2 separate regions of the Rattus norvegicus genome follow, and region 2 is linked to region 1. Evidence: chromatin contacts called from public Hi-C data. All regions are on one chromosome and are shown on one strand. Each heading gives the region's core, a stretch centred on a gene start, on an enhancer-like site or on the middle of the called end of the contact. The rest is flanking DNA. Distances are from core to core; before and after follow the strand shown.

Region 1 (6,991 bases), core at 1,842-4,341:
TTTCTGTTTTTGTTTGTTTGTTTGTTTTTTTTTGTTGTTGTTGTTGTTTTGGACTGGCTGCTGCTTGTGGTGTTCGGGGTTCAGTGCAGGCCCTTCCTTGTATAGGCAAGTACTCTATCACTGTGGTATTTCCTTGGCCCTGGTTAATTGAGACAAACTTGCTCTGTAGCACAGGGTGCTTTGACCTGTGAGCCTCCTGCCTTCACCTCCCTTGTGCAAGCTTATCGTACTCATTCTGTCTTCCCTCCTTCCCTCCTGATTTCCCTGGTAAGCTTCTCCTTTGTGCAGATCCCAAGCTGTGGCGCTGGGAACTCCGTCTACCTCCTGCTGCAGTGACTCCTCTGTACTCCGGCCTCCGGAGTGTGCACATGCATGAATCTCAAACTCCCGTCCACAGGTCGCACTTCTCACACACGTGCTCATGCATCCAGTCGTCTCTGACGTTTTCCCTTTCCGTATTTAACTAATATTTGGTTTTGATACAATTATAAGGCTTAGGGATAAATTGGAGTATTTCACTTCTCTAGTAACTTCTCTTTTATTTAGCAAGTCCTAACTATGACCCTGTCTCAGTCTTTCTGACTTCCTCTCTGTCTGTCCCACATGCCCACAGCTCTTCAGCAGTCTTCTGTGTTTCTGGAGTCTGTTTTTCTCTCACTTGCTTTTGTCTTGTATACTCTTCCCCTAGTTTCCTCACAGCTGGTTTCCTCTTGTCCTTTAGCCTTGACTTATATCATCCTTTCCTTAGTTTTACCTGCAGGAGATCCTGCCTTCCTTTGTTGTTTGAGTCCTTTGTTTCTTTTACAACAGTTAGCAAGGCTTGGCTGTATTTTATGTATTTGTTTTCTTGTGTTTGATCTGCCTTTCCTGTTGCTTTGAGAATGGACTTTTGTTCTCTCTTGGATTACCCAGTACATAGGTGGTGTTCCCCAAATATTGAATGGATAAGTGAAAAGCATGAAGCTTACCATGTTCAATTTTGTATATTTTTTGTACTTTAGCATATCTATAAATTCAGAGCATCTTATACATAAAATTCAGAACAGATCTAAGATAGATTAAAATACAGACTGAAGGATGTAACCAGTCGTAACAGGCCCAGTTCCCATTCTGATTTTCAGCTCAGTGATAATTTCTCAGCTCAAGTTTTGTTTCTTATCATATTCTAGATGTGAATCCTGTGCCATAAAGCAGTAGGATAGGGACAAATGTGTATTTTTTAAAGTAACTAGTCATTGTCCTTTAGTGTTTTGTTATGGACTCAAGGCCATCCATGGTTCTAAAAATTTTATTTTTTTCCGGAGCTGAGGACCGAACCCAGAGCCTTGCACTTGCTAGGCAAGCGTTCTACCACTGAGCTAAATTCCCAACCTGGTTCTAAAATTTTTATTCAGTTTTTCAACTTTGTCACTTTTCTCTTGCCAAATATTTTTGGGCCTACTCTACTCCCACTTCACACAAACTTTTATTAGGGAGACTGTTGCGTTTCATTGTCACAAATGACCACAGACCTATAGGCCTTGTCATTTAATACTGTTTTTTTCCTGCCAACTGGTAACTCTTTCCCTTAATTTCTCCTCTACTCTAGCGACACCGAAGTTCATTGACTTCACACACAGCATGTGCTGCACAGTAAAGAGTAGCTAAGCAAATGTGAATAACCTGCCATGTCTTAGAGACTTAGAGAATGACAGGCCACCATATGGTCTATACTTGATTCTTTCCGTTATGTTCATTTCCATCTTGCAACATAAATTTGGTATACATTTTTTAAATGAAAATCGACACCACTAAGCTTTATGAAATTTATGATACAAGGAAGTGATTTTTGTGTATGTTTATTTCAGATATGATCATTCTGTGTCCAATGACAAAGCCTTAATGGTGCTAAGTGAAGAACCATTACTTTATATCCCTCCACCTCCATGTCAGCCCCTCATTAACACGACAGAGTCTCTCAGGTAAGGGATATGGATTGGTACAGAAACTACTGTGTGGCCCCCCATGGCAAGCTTCAGAACTTAGAACAGCATTTCTTCAGCTTTACTAAGAGGCCAAGAGAATCTGATTTATTGTTGGATAAGTGTAACCTGCAGTTGTCTAGGTAGAGATGGGGATGGGTCATCCGATGTGATGGTTGCCTGCTTCTATGTGTCTTGTTTGAGTGAAGGGATGAAGTGGATGTTAGAATTCAGGGCAAGGCTAGACTTGTGGACGTAAGATTCTCAGCAGGCAGCATCCCCCTTTTGAAGTTGGGAAGGTGATATCTGACTGTGTTGTCTGGACATATATTCCATTATTTCTTTGGATTTTGAACTCGTGATTAGGAGCTTGTCTTGTAACAATCCATGTCTTATTAAAATAAACAGCATTGAATGTCCAAGGTTTTTTCAAATTAAATCAAAAAGTATTGTTAAGTAGTCAGATATGTTGGGCTGCTCTTTGGGTCCTAAAGAACAATTAAGTTAATTTCCAACAAAAGAATAAGCCTACTATGAAATATATTTGATCGCTCTGTTTTTTAGGTTGAACCATGAACTTCGAGGCTGGGTTCATAGACATGAAGTGGAAAGGACCAAATCGAGAAGAATGACAAATAGCCAGCAGAAAACCCGCATTCTCCAGGTCTGTCTGCTCTGCCTGTGTCTGAAGGAACCACAGTCCAGGCGCCACTTGCTTTCTTCCCTGGGAGACTTGGAGACTTAAGCCTTTGTATTTCTCACTGTGGCTGCTTCCGATGCTGCAGCCATTGCTGCCTACTCAGGCGTGGTGCTGCTTCCCGTGTTCTCTCTCACTCTCTCCTCTCTAGCAGGGCACTGTATCACAGTAATTAACTCTGGCTGCTAGAGCGCTGCAGAGCCTTTATAGCTGGGTGGGATAGAAACTCATCTCTTACACGGATCCTTCATAGCTCTAGAATTTAGGAGGAAATCCAGTGAAATAACTTCCAGACTGGGAACTGCATATGTAAAAAGCCCCAGGACGGAGCAGTGTGCATATTTACAGAACTTCAAGGAGTGAGTACAGCTGGAAGGAATGCTGTGACTGAGGGGAGAGCGGTAGGAGTTCAGATCTGAGAGGCTGTGGAGGAGAGAGCGTAGTGAACACCACAGGCTCTGGTCTGAACTTCGGATTCCATTCTGGGCATGCAGGACACCATTAGTGGGTTTGGTGAGGGGGTGGCTTGATGTGAGTTGTACGTGTGAAAGGTCAGTTTGGCTAGGACTGGTAGCGCTCATTGTGAATTTAGGAGTTCAGAACTCAGAAGCAGGATGCTGAGTTCAAGGCTAGCTTGAAATATATAGTGAGACCTTGTCTCAAAACAACAAAGAAACAAAAACGATCATTCTAGAAGCCACACGAAACAGACTGATGGGGAGTAGGCAGCTCAGGTAGACTGCATTCTAGTGGTTTAGATGGGAGGTCTTTGGTCTATTCTACTGTGGTAGATGTGAAGGGGTAGGAAGGAATGGGGACCTAGGTATATTTTGAAAGTAAAACTATTAAGGAATTGCTGCTACAAAACTAAAGAGGTATTGTTAATAATTTCTGTGTCTTGGGTGCTGGATTAATGCTGATGCTATTTATAGAGACAGAAACTGAGGAAGGAGTTAGGGATAGGAGTCAAGAGCTTTAGACACAGACTTTAGACAATCAACTGAAGATGTCCAGTAGACAACCATGTGTCTACATCTGGACTGCAGGAGAGAAGTTGAGGCTAAATGTTTGATTTTTGGGTGCTACTCCCCAGTGTGAAACCAAAGTCCCAGTGTGAAACCAGAGAGGAGAGAGAGTGATAAACTAGTGCTGGGCATTGCACATGTGTGGGCTACAAAGCATCCCTTGAAGGTGGCTGGACAGCAGGATGGAGGGCAGGAAGGGGCAGTGCAGCTCCAGCCAAGCCAACAGGCTGTGACAGTGAAGGCGGTGGCGGGCACTACTAAAACTTGCCATTCGAACTCTCTGGAGACCCTGGAGGCTCTTTTACTGTGTTATAATGACAGAAGCCCAGGGAAGGGAATATTGGAGAGTAACATAGAAAAGTGGCAGTAATTGTTGCAGAGAAATTTCCAGAAATGGTGATAGAAAATAAGAACCAACAAGGAGGTTTTGTTTTGGGATGGAAAAATTTCCACCTGCTTTGCACGTTTGGTTTAGGTGCTAACAGAATCATCTTGCTGAGCATGGTGGTAGCACTGGCCTACATCCTGGCTCTTGGAGGGCAGGAGAGACAGGGGCAGGCAGTATCCTTGAGTTCGAGGCCAGCCTCGTCTACATGAGTTCTAAGCCAGCCAGGGCAACAGAGTGAGACCCTGTCATCAAAAGAAATTGAAGGGAGTTGAGGGAGGGATAGAAAAAGAGGCATCTCAGCCGGGCGTAGTGGCAGTGACTTGCATCTGTAATCACAGAACCCAGGAAGCTGAGGCTGAATTTTAGGCCATCCTGGGCTATGTATAGTGAATTCCAGGCCAGTTTGGGCTGGAGGGCTAGAATGAGACCCTGTCTTGAGTTGGGGTAAGGGGTGGAGGAAGGATGAGAGAGAGAGAGAGAGAGAGAGAGAGAGAGAGAGAGAGAGAGAGAGAGAGAGAATAAGAATGAGTGTGCATGGGAGAGCAGGGTTAACTATTTATTTGGAAGCAGGACATAATATGTTAAGTGTGGTTGAGCTCGTGTTCTGACTTCTGAGGGTCTGTGTCTGTGACTACCCAGAATGTGCTTTCCATGGCCTCTCCAACCCCTTCTTGCCTACTGTGGCAGCTTCATTGGTTGTTAGTACTCCTTGAGGCTATGGGCAGTCACAGCCAATGCCATGAGGACCTGACAGCCCCAAAGCTCTTCCTGGTATTGGAACACGGGCCAGCACTTCAGAACCTAATGGTCTGCTGGACTGTGCACATGTATCAGCTACCTCCTCAGCCGGGGGGAGGAGACTGGCTTCTGCTTCCATATTTGGAGCAAGTTTATCTTTCTGGCAGAGTCTAAATGATCTCAACCCTAGTGACAGAGGTTTCAAATAATGTGGTTTTTCAGGCTTCCCTCCTTTGCCATATAGAGGAAGAGCACAAGATTCAGGTATATGCCACTGTCAGTAGATAATCTCACAAAGCTCATTTATGAAAATTAGAAAATCTTGTCCTAAGTGGAGGTTTTTGCCTTGTCTTTATAATTTTTCACACTACTCCTTCCTGTTTTTCATAACTGTGAAAGGGTTTTTCTCTAATCCTGAAAGAATTCTAGTGTAAGAGAAGTCATGTTGTCCTAAGTTTAGCCCATTATTTATAGATTTGCAGTTTAGACTACAGCCCCCTTCTCTGCTATTTTGGGCGCATGTCTCTCTATTGGGTGCTTAGGTAATAGTTCAGAAGTCTAGGAATCCTAGCTATTACCGAAAAAGGGACGGCATGGGAGCATCTGTGTTGAGTGAAGGGAGTTCTGGGCTGGAACAGTCATCTTGGTCGTGCTGATGTTAGCGGAAAAGCATGTAGGAACTTGTTTGGTCTCTTTGTGTTGGAAGCCTGTACCTGTTCTGCCATTCCCCCACCCCCATTTCAACATTTATCCCTCTTGATTATTTATTTTAGATATAAAAATAAGTCAGTTTTAAAAAGTATTCTGTAAGTTTGGCAAACCGACATTTCTTTGAGATTTCTATTGCCTTACTCCAGTACCCTGTCTTTGACTTGACTTGTTCTCTTGCATACTCTTACTTTCCTTACACTGGGACGATTAGGAAAGATCAAGGGTGAGTGAAAGCTGCCGTCTATGATGAAGGCAAAGAGAAGGCACTTTGGTAGACCACAGTTGAAAGGACTGGTCTCAGGAGGCTGATCAATAAGGCATTCTAGATAGGCATGGGATGTACGTCTAGAGGTCTCGTGCTCAGGAGGCCGGAAAAAGAGAATCATTTGAATCATTTGTTTGAGACCATCCTGGGCCATAAAACAAGACCCACTTATAAGGTGGAAAATTCCAAAGCTTTTTAGACTATGAAAACAATGCCAGATACAAACCAGTGTTGGCAGGGAGGAAAAACAGTAGCGTAGGTAAATATCCCAAATATCCCAGTTAAACTAACAGACTATAAAAAATAAACTCTCTCTCTCTCTCTCTCTCTCTCTCTCTCTCTCTCTCACACACACACACACACACACACACACAGAGAGAGAGAGAGAGAGAGAGAGAGACAGACAGACAGACAGACAGACAGACAGAGAGAGAGAGACAGAGAGAGAGAGAGAGAGAGAGAGAGAGAGAGAGAGAGAGAGAGAGAGAGAGAGCGCTCCCAGCAACGCAAAGGAAGGGTCAAGAAGAATTATAAGTTGTTTGTTTGTTTGAGGCAGGTTCTTACTAGACTGACCTAGAACTCACTATTTAGACCAGGCTGGCCTTGAGCTCAACAGAAATCCATTTGCTTCTGCCTTCTGAATGCTGGACTTGAAACTAGGTTTTTATACTGTGCACATATTATCCCACAGTAGGCTGTGATGATGTGACATGGACAGTAGAGGACCCTACGTATATTATTTTCCCTTCATATATAGCAAGGGACATTTGTAAGTTAAGCACAGGTAGAGACTAGCAACAGTAATTCATAGCATTTACAACAATGTACTATAATAACCCCCCAGTGTCATTATTCTTGGCTTGAGGCCATTATTCAGCTAAATATGGTCACTTTTATGCAAGCACTGCCATAGCATGGCAGTTGATGTGAGGACCGAGATGCTTACTAAGTGGCTAGCGTGGCAGGTATATGTATGCATGGATGTATGTGCTAATTGTCAAATAAGGCCCTTGTAGGACCAGAACTTGCAGACCTTATGCTCATCTTCCCACACTGGTTCTCTTTACCAAACTTATTCTCCTCTTTTTCCCTTTAAGCATTTTGTATTGGCTTCTGTCTTAGTATTTATCACATTTTATTGTTTTATAGAAACCCCCCCCCCCAAGTCAGACCCTGAGCTTCTTACAGGAAATCAGGTATCTAATT
Region 2 (6,991 bases), core at 1,329-3,828, 49 kb before region 1:
AAAGCCTAAGGAGCTGAAGGGGTTTGCAACCCCATAGGAAGAACAACAATATCAACAACCAGACCCTCCAGAACTCCCAGGGACTAAACCACCAACCAAAGAGTACACATGGAGGGACCCATGGCTTCAGCCGCATATGTAGCAGAGGACGGCCTTGTCTGGCATCAATAGGAGGAGAAGCCCTTGGTTCTGTGAAGGCTCATTTCCCCAGTGTAGGGGAATGCCAGGGTGTTGAGGTGAGAGTGGGTAGGTGGGAAGCAAGGAGAGGGTGTATGGGGGTGGTGGTGAAAGGGGATAACATTTGAAATGTAAATATATAAAATATCCAATGTAAAAAGAAAAAGCTGGGTCTTTTTCCATATGACAGGAGAAAAAAGCATAAAAGATTATTTTTGGTTATTTGTGATAACGTTTCTGGAAGACATTGGCATTTGGAACAACAAACAGGAAGCAAGATTTACCCTCAGTCTGGATAGAGTAAACAGAGATAGAAAAAAAAAATTACCTCTTCTAGAGCTACGACATCCATATTCTCTAACCTTTGGACACCAGGACCCCAGGCTTTCAGACCTTTGACCTTGACTGAAAGTCATTGTTGGCTCCAATGGTTCCCAAGGCGTTGGATTTAGACTGAGTCAAATTGCAGGTGGGCTAGCATGGGACTGCTCAGCTTCTGTCACATGAATTTATTCCCCCACATAGCCTATTGCTTCACTTTTCTGTTTATGTAAGATCTTGTTCTCTTTGTAAGTAGTTTGTCGCTCAAAGATTGCACCCTTGCTCATGAATTGTTTGTGTTTTCCTGCAGGAGGAGTTGGACTTGTTGTCTAGTTCTCAGTCTCCCCTTTCCTTGTATGGCGACAGCTGTCACAGCCCCTCCTCAGCAGAGCCACTGAAGGAAGAGAAGCCTGTCACTGGTCCTGGAAACAAAACGGGTGGGTATCTGTCGCTCGCCCAACGTCTATTATTTCTATTTTAGACAACTTAGATTCCATATTTAAAAGGCAAATCTTGGATTAAGTTTATATTTATTAAACTGACCTGTGTATGGGTGTTTTATGTATATATATCTATATATCTATATATCTATATCTATATCTGTATCTATATCTATATCTATATCTATATCTATATCTATATCTATATCTATATCTATATATATATCTGTGATCCAAGTGGGTGTCTCCTGTCCCCAGAGGCCAAAAGAGGGCTTCGAATCCCCTGGGACTAGGATTGCAGATAGTTGTGACCTGTTCCAGAATCCAGGTCCACTTGTGTAACAACCAGTACTCTTAAAACCCTAAATTACATCTTTTTTGTTGTTGTTGTTTTGAATGACAACTGCGAAGAGGACAAGGGGAGAAATTTTCCTGTGATGGTCTTTGTCATCATAGGTGAGAAATATTAAAGTAGACTTGGGTTCTGTTGTCTGCAGGAGAGGCTGTAAAGGTCCAGTTACAGACACTGTGAGCCTCTCAGCTCATTAAGCGCAGGCTTCATTCAGTACTGTTAGCCTTTACCAGATCATGTTCCCCCTTCCAGAACTGCACAGAGGATGATCTCAGGTCGGGGAGTTCTTTTCAGTCCACTCTGTTACAGAGAAGCTGTGCATATGCCCCTTGGTGACTGTTACTTGAAGTCAGGCTAATACATAGAGGAGCGCATGTAACGTGATATGTTTTCTTAACTTTCTTCAGATTGATTTGAATTTTGTTTTTTTACTCCAGAACATGGACTGACTCCAAAGAAAAAAATCCAGATGAGTTCAAAACCTTCAGTTCAGCCCAAGCCTTTGTTACTTCCAGCAGCACCCAAGACTCCAGCAAACGCCAGTGTCCCAGCAAAGACCATCATCATTCAGACACTGCCAGCCCTGATGCCACTGGCAAAGCAGCAGTCGATTATCAGTATACAGCCTGCGCCCACCAAAGGTACCCGTGAGACTGATGCTCTGCCTTTATTGGAAGAAACGAGGTTTATATTACATAGTTTAATAAGGCTTATATTACACACTTTAATATGTGTTCAATTTTTTGAGCGTGTGGCATCACATCAGAAAATGTCCTTGTCTAAAGATTTTGCAGAGAAAACTAAAGTGATGAGGTTCATGTCCTTCGAGAGACAGTACATTACAGATCATAACTGTTTCTTTCTTTCCTTCTTTCTTTTTTTTTTTTTTTCGGAGCTGGGGACCGAACCCAGGGCCTTGCGCTTGCTAGGCAAGTGCTCTACCACTGAACTAAATCCCCAACCCCCCTTCTTTCTTTTCTTTAAAAATATATATCCAAAATGTATTTATTGGGAAGGTTCCACTCATCTTGAATCAGGGGCTTTCAGTGCTGCTTCCTCCTGAAGGAGCATCCTTCTGTCAGCCTTGCTTTCCCACCTGTAGGCTGACAGAGGACCATGGAGCAGCCAACACACAAGACTACTGTTTGTGCATGGCTAAAGACCGTGGTGATTTTATAGCATCCTGGGCATTTCACATCCATAAAGTAGCAATTGGGGCTCTGCACCAGGCGCTTTTTCTTCTCTTTTGGAGAGGGATGAAGGAGATCCTTTGTGAGAGACATGTTCTCGTAGGGAGGTCATCACCGCCGGAAAGCTGCTTCTTTTTTCTTACAGCTTTTATTGTGATAATATCTGGATTCAAGGTGCTGCTGTTGTTCTTGTGGTGGTGGTGGTTGTTTTCCTCCTCCTCTTTCTCCTCCTTCTCTTCTTCCTCTTCTTTCTCATCTTCCTCCTCCTCCTTCTCCTGATTTCTCTTTTTCTTGCTTTTTTTTGAGGCAGAGTCTCATGTATCCTTAACTGGCCTGGAACTCTGTAAGTAGACCCAGCTGGCTTCAAAGCAGCAGAGATCTGCTTGCTCCTGCCTCCTGAGTGCTGGCACTAAAGGTGTGGGCCACAACTGGCTGAGGCTTTTGATAGGAAATCACTTAGAATGAGGAAGAAACTTTGGAAGATGTTTTATTGCTATTTTATTCTGAGATTATTCTGGCTGTGGCCTTTTTGTTTTGATTTTTTTTTAGGTGTGGTTAGGATTTAAAATAATAAGGACCATTTCAAATCAGGGATGTGTTGAGCAATAAATATGGCTCTTAATTTCTGAGGAGACTGTAGCAGGGCGTTGAACTAGATTTTAGAAGACCTGATTTGCCAATTAGCTCAGCATTGGTGTTTTTCTCTATTTTCTCCACCAGATGGCATCGTGTGCTCGCGATTCTACCAGAAAGGCAAATGGATGTCTAGGGTTCATACACTAGTGATAGAAATTCAGGCTTGAGGAATGATAATCTTGAGATATGTGCATCTGAGGCAGCTTAGTCATTCTGTACTTACATTGATCCGTGTATACGTGGCTATGAGAAAATGCATGTAGCATTCATTTCTCAGGATTGCCTTTATTGACACTAATTAACTGATTGACACTGATTAACTAGGAGTTAATCGGGCATGCGTAAATAAACATCAATGTCACATGTGCTTTAATGGCCATATTTGCATTTAAGATTGGTTAGTGTATCTCCCTGGAGCATGCTTCTGATGGAGAAGGCTTCATAAATTTGATCTCAACCACGGGCAATAGAACGTTGATAAAAAGAACTAAACTAAGACTGGATGTATGGGTGTAAACCTATTCCTAATAAAAATGACAAAAGAAAGAGAAACAATTTGCAATGCCTGCCTTCATTCAGGAGCAACATTCCTATTTGTTTTGTTAAGTAGGGAAAATAGCAGCCTAGGAATAAGTGTCCTTGTGATTTGCAAATGGATGTTAAGGATTCGTAAACTCTTTGAAATGAAGTATAAGATTTAGTGTATATTCATAAATGGAGTTTTAGGACTAGTACCTAAAATAAAGTATTACCAAGACCTCAAAATGATTTGTGTTTTTCCAAAGGCTAAGAGTTTAAGTTCATTATAGTTCCACAGCTATTCAAACACACATATAAAAAGTCATAGGAGGACACTAACATGGCAGTGTGTTAACAAGGGAGTATACTCAAGGGTTGCTCTCAGCTCTTGGCTATGTGGAGTGATAGGAGATCTTTTTTGGTTTTGCTTTTTTTCTTTTCTTTTCTTTTTTTTTTTCAAACAGGGTTTCTCTGTGTAGCTCTGGCTGTCCTGAACTCACTCTCTAGACCAGGCTGGCCTGAAGATAGATCCACATGGCGTCTGCCTCCTGAGTGCTGGGATAAAAGGTGTGTGCCACCACTGCCAGCCCGAGAGCTATAGCGAGACACAGATTGATCTATTCTGAGCAGTTCCAGAGATTAAAAATCATACATTTTGAATTTCAAATGATCTGAAAACTATGATGAGCATGTGCCAATAAAATTGTTTTTATAGTATAATCTTTGGTATTACTATTATAAGCTGAATATTAAATATGTGCCTTTCATACTTCTTTTTTATTTATTTTTTTTATTTTTTTTTTTTATAAATTTATTTATTTATTATGTATACATCATACAGCTTTCTGCCTGCGTGTATTCCTGCAGGCCAGAAGAGGGCACCAGACCTGATTATAAGTGGTTGTGAGCCACCATGTGGTTGCTGGGAATTGAACTCAGGACCTCTGGAAGAGCAGACAGCGCTCTTAACCGCTGAGCCATCTCTCCAGCCCCATACTTCTTTTTTAAATTTGAAAGTGGAATGAGGGGAGTTGGCTCAGTCAGTAAAGTGCTTGCCGCATAAACCTGAGGATCTGAGTTCAGATCCCAGTGCCCACACAGGAAGCTGGGTGCTCTAGGGCCTCTCTGGAAGTAGGCAGGTGCCTGGCCAGCCTGTCTAGCTAGTTGATAAGCTCCAATCTCAGGGAGAGACCTGTCTCAGAAAAGAAGGTGGAACCTTCTTTTGTTGGAAGAAGTACCCAATAGCAGCCTCCAGCCTCCACACACATGTGCATGCACGTGAGAATATATATATATACATGTACCATGTGGACAAGAAGGAAACATGGAACAGATGTGACTCCTACAGGTTTAAGTTCTGATTCACCTTCAGACTTCTTTGATGATATACAAATTACTAGAATTAGGGGATACTTAAGAGAGTAACGTTTAGTAACAAGGGACGCCAGAGTGAAGCCAAGTGGTCTAGCTAGCCAAATCTTGGTAATTATAATATTTCTTCTAAAAAATTATAAAGTGTAATCGGTTTTATTCTCAGAATTTTACCTTTTTTTTTTTTTTTTAAAGATTTATTTATTTATTATATATAAGTACACTGTAGCTGTCTTCAGATACACCAGAAGAGGGCATCAGATCTCTTTACAGATGGTTGTGAGCCACCATGTGGTTGCTGGGAATTGAACTCATGACCTCTGGAAGAGCGGTCGGGCGCTCTTAACCGCTGAGCCATCTCTCCAGCCCGAATTTTACCTTTTAATTTGAGATTTAAATTGGTATAGTTACATAACAATTATGAGAACTAATGAGTTAATAATACATGAAAGCTTCTATTAAGCAGAACAAGTGTTAATAATGCCACACTGTTATTGTGTGCCATTCTTCTCAGCGCTTAAATACATTATCTTACTTAATAGTTATGCGTCTCTTGGGATAGGCGCGCTTAAATACATTATCTTAATAGTTATGCGTCTCTTGGGATAGGCATAAATATTTTCATTTTTTAGATGAGAAAAACTGATGCAAAGAGATATTTGAACACATTGACACAAGTGTGCTATTTTAGAGAAAGTAGCTATTCCAGAAATGTTGGATATATAGTTTGAAATTTTTGAAGAACATTAAAAAGAAAAATCTGACCATCAAAATTAGTGGTCATAGAAGTATTTAGTATTGAATCCAGCTGTCTTCCATTGAGGGGATTTGCATATAAAGTTACAGAGGAATTTTGAGCATGTTCTGGTTTGTGTTTCCATACCAGGAGCAGTAGTCACTATGTTCAGCCTGCTAACTACTGAAGGCCCAAACAGTCCTGTGCATATAATCTGTGGTCTGGTCAGTGCTTAGCAAGTAACTGTGAGAATCTTCTCTCTTTGAACATATTGTAATCAAATTCTGTAGCTCCTGCCATTCTCTCTTGAACTTGAACATGCCTAAAATATTTAAAAGGTCCTTGACTTAAATAAAGTGAAGACGGTGGGGAACTTTAGGGTGCAAAAGCTTGAAATACAGTGTGGAATAAAGGAGGGAGCAGTGGCCTGGTGGGGTGGGAGCCATAATCGGTGTAAAGGCTGCCTTGGTAAGCCTCTGTCTCCCCAAGATGCAGTTCTGTTGGCTGGGAGGTAGGGATGGTGAGACAGAGGACAGTAAAGTTCAGATTGTTATTCTTTCTCTTTTCTTTTTTCTTTTCTTCTCCCTCTTTCCCTCCCTCCCTCCCTTCTATCCTTCCTTCCTCTTTTCTAGTAATGGGAATTGAACTTAAGGCCTTGGTCATACTTGGCAAGTGCTCTATCACCAGAGTGTACATGCGTACCCTTCTTATAACTTTTGATTTTGAGACAGAGTCTCATTATGTTGCTTAGGCTAGGCTTTGTGACCCTAGCTGGCCTTGAACTTGTGATCTATTTTCCCTAGCCTTCTTAGTAACTAGGATTATAGGCCGGTACCATCAGGCCCAGTTTTGGATTATTTTTTGAAGCTAATTTAAAGGCATAGTACAGCTGTTCACGAGTGTTAGTCACCAGTACTGTAACTCTAGCAGGCCTGATGGTTTAAAAAGTAATTCTTTGTGTTTATCATAGCCTTCCTTCCTTGGAATAGACTCAGAGTTTTGAACAACGCTTAGAGAGGGAGGGAGATTTTTGTTTTGTTTTTGTTTTTGTTTTTTTTTTTTTTTTTTTTTTTGGAGCTGGGGACCGAACCCAGGGCCTTGCGCTTCCTAGGTAAGCGCTCTACCACTGAGCTAAATCCCCAGCCCCTTTGTTTTGTTTTTAAATCATAATTTTAAACTTAGATTGCGTGGAACACTGTTTCTCAGAATGCTGTTCTGTTCTCTAGGTATTGGTTTATGTCAGCGTTTC

What was found. A called contact is a pair of places that touch in the nucleus more often than the background predicts.
Region 2: a contact with region 1 is called in a Hi-C map of Schwann cells, with 2.0 times the contacts expected there. The contact joins the promoter of LOC100911728 here to the enhancer-like site in region 1. A contact is called at or near these places in 3 of 12 Hi-C or Micro-C datasets (Schwann cells, kidney and liver).

The regions. Positions count from the first base shown.
Region 1 is chr13:85,562,396-85,569,386 of GRCr8, reverse strand. Atf6 (activating transcription factor 6) reads left to right here. Exons shown (of 16, transcript NM_001107196.1): 11 at 1,848-1,961; 12 at 2,526-2,625. Among named protein-coding and RNA genes, the nearest start is that of Atf6, 73 kb to the left of the region's middle. Within about 2 kb of position 3,091, at least 5 of the 93 cell types and tissues checked have an H3K27ac peak or open chromatin away from gene starts, as enhancers often do. A contact at or near this core is called in Schwann cells, where this site is marked.
Region 2 is chr13:85,611,121-85,618,111 of GRCr8, reverse strand. LOC100911728 (40S ribosomal protein S27-like) reads right to left here and starts at 2,578. Exons shown (of 1, transcript XM_003751271.6): 1 at 2,278-2,578. The coding sequence starts at 2,573. The coding sequence ends at 2,334. Atf6 (activating transcription factor 6) reads left to right here. Exons shown (of 16, transcript NM_001107196.1): 5 at 809-935; 6 at 1,728-1,931.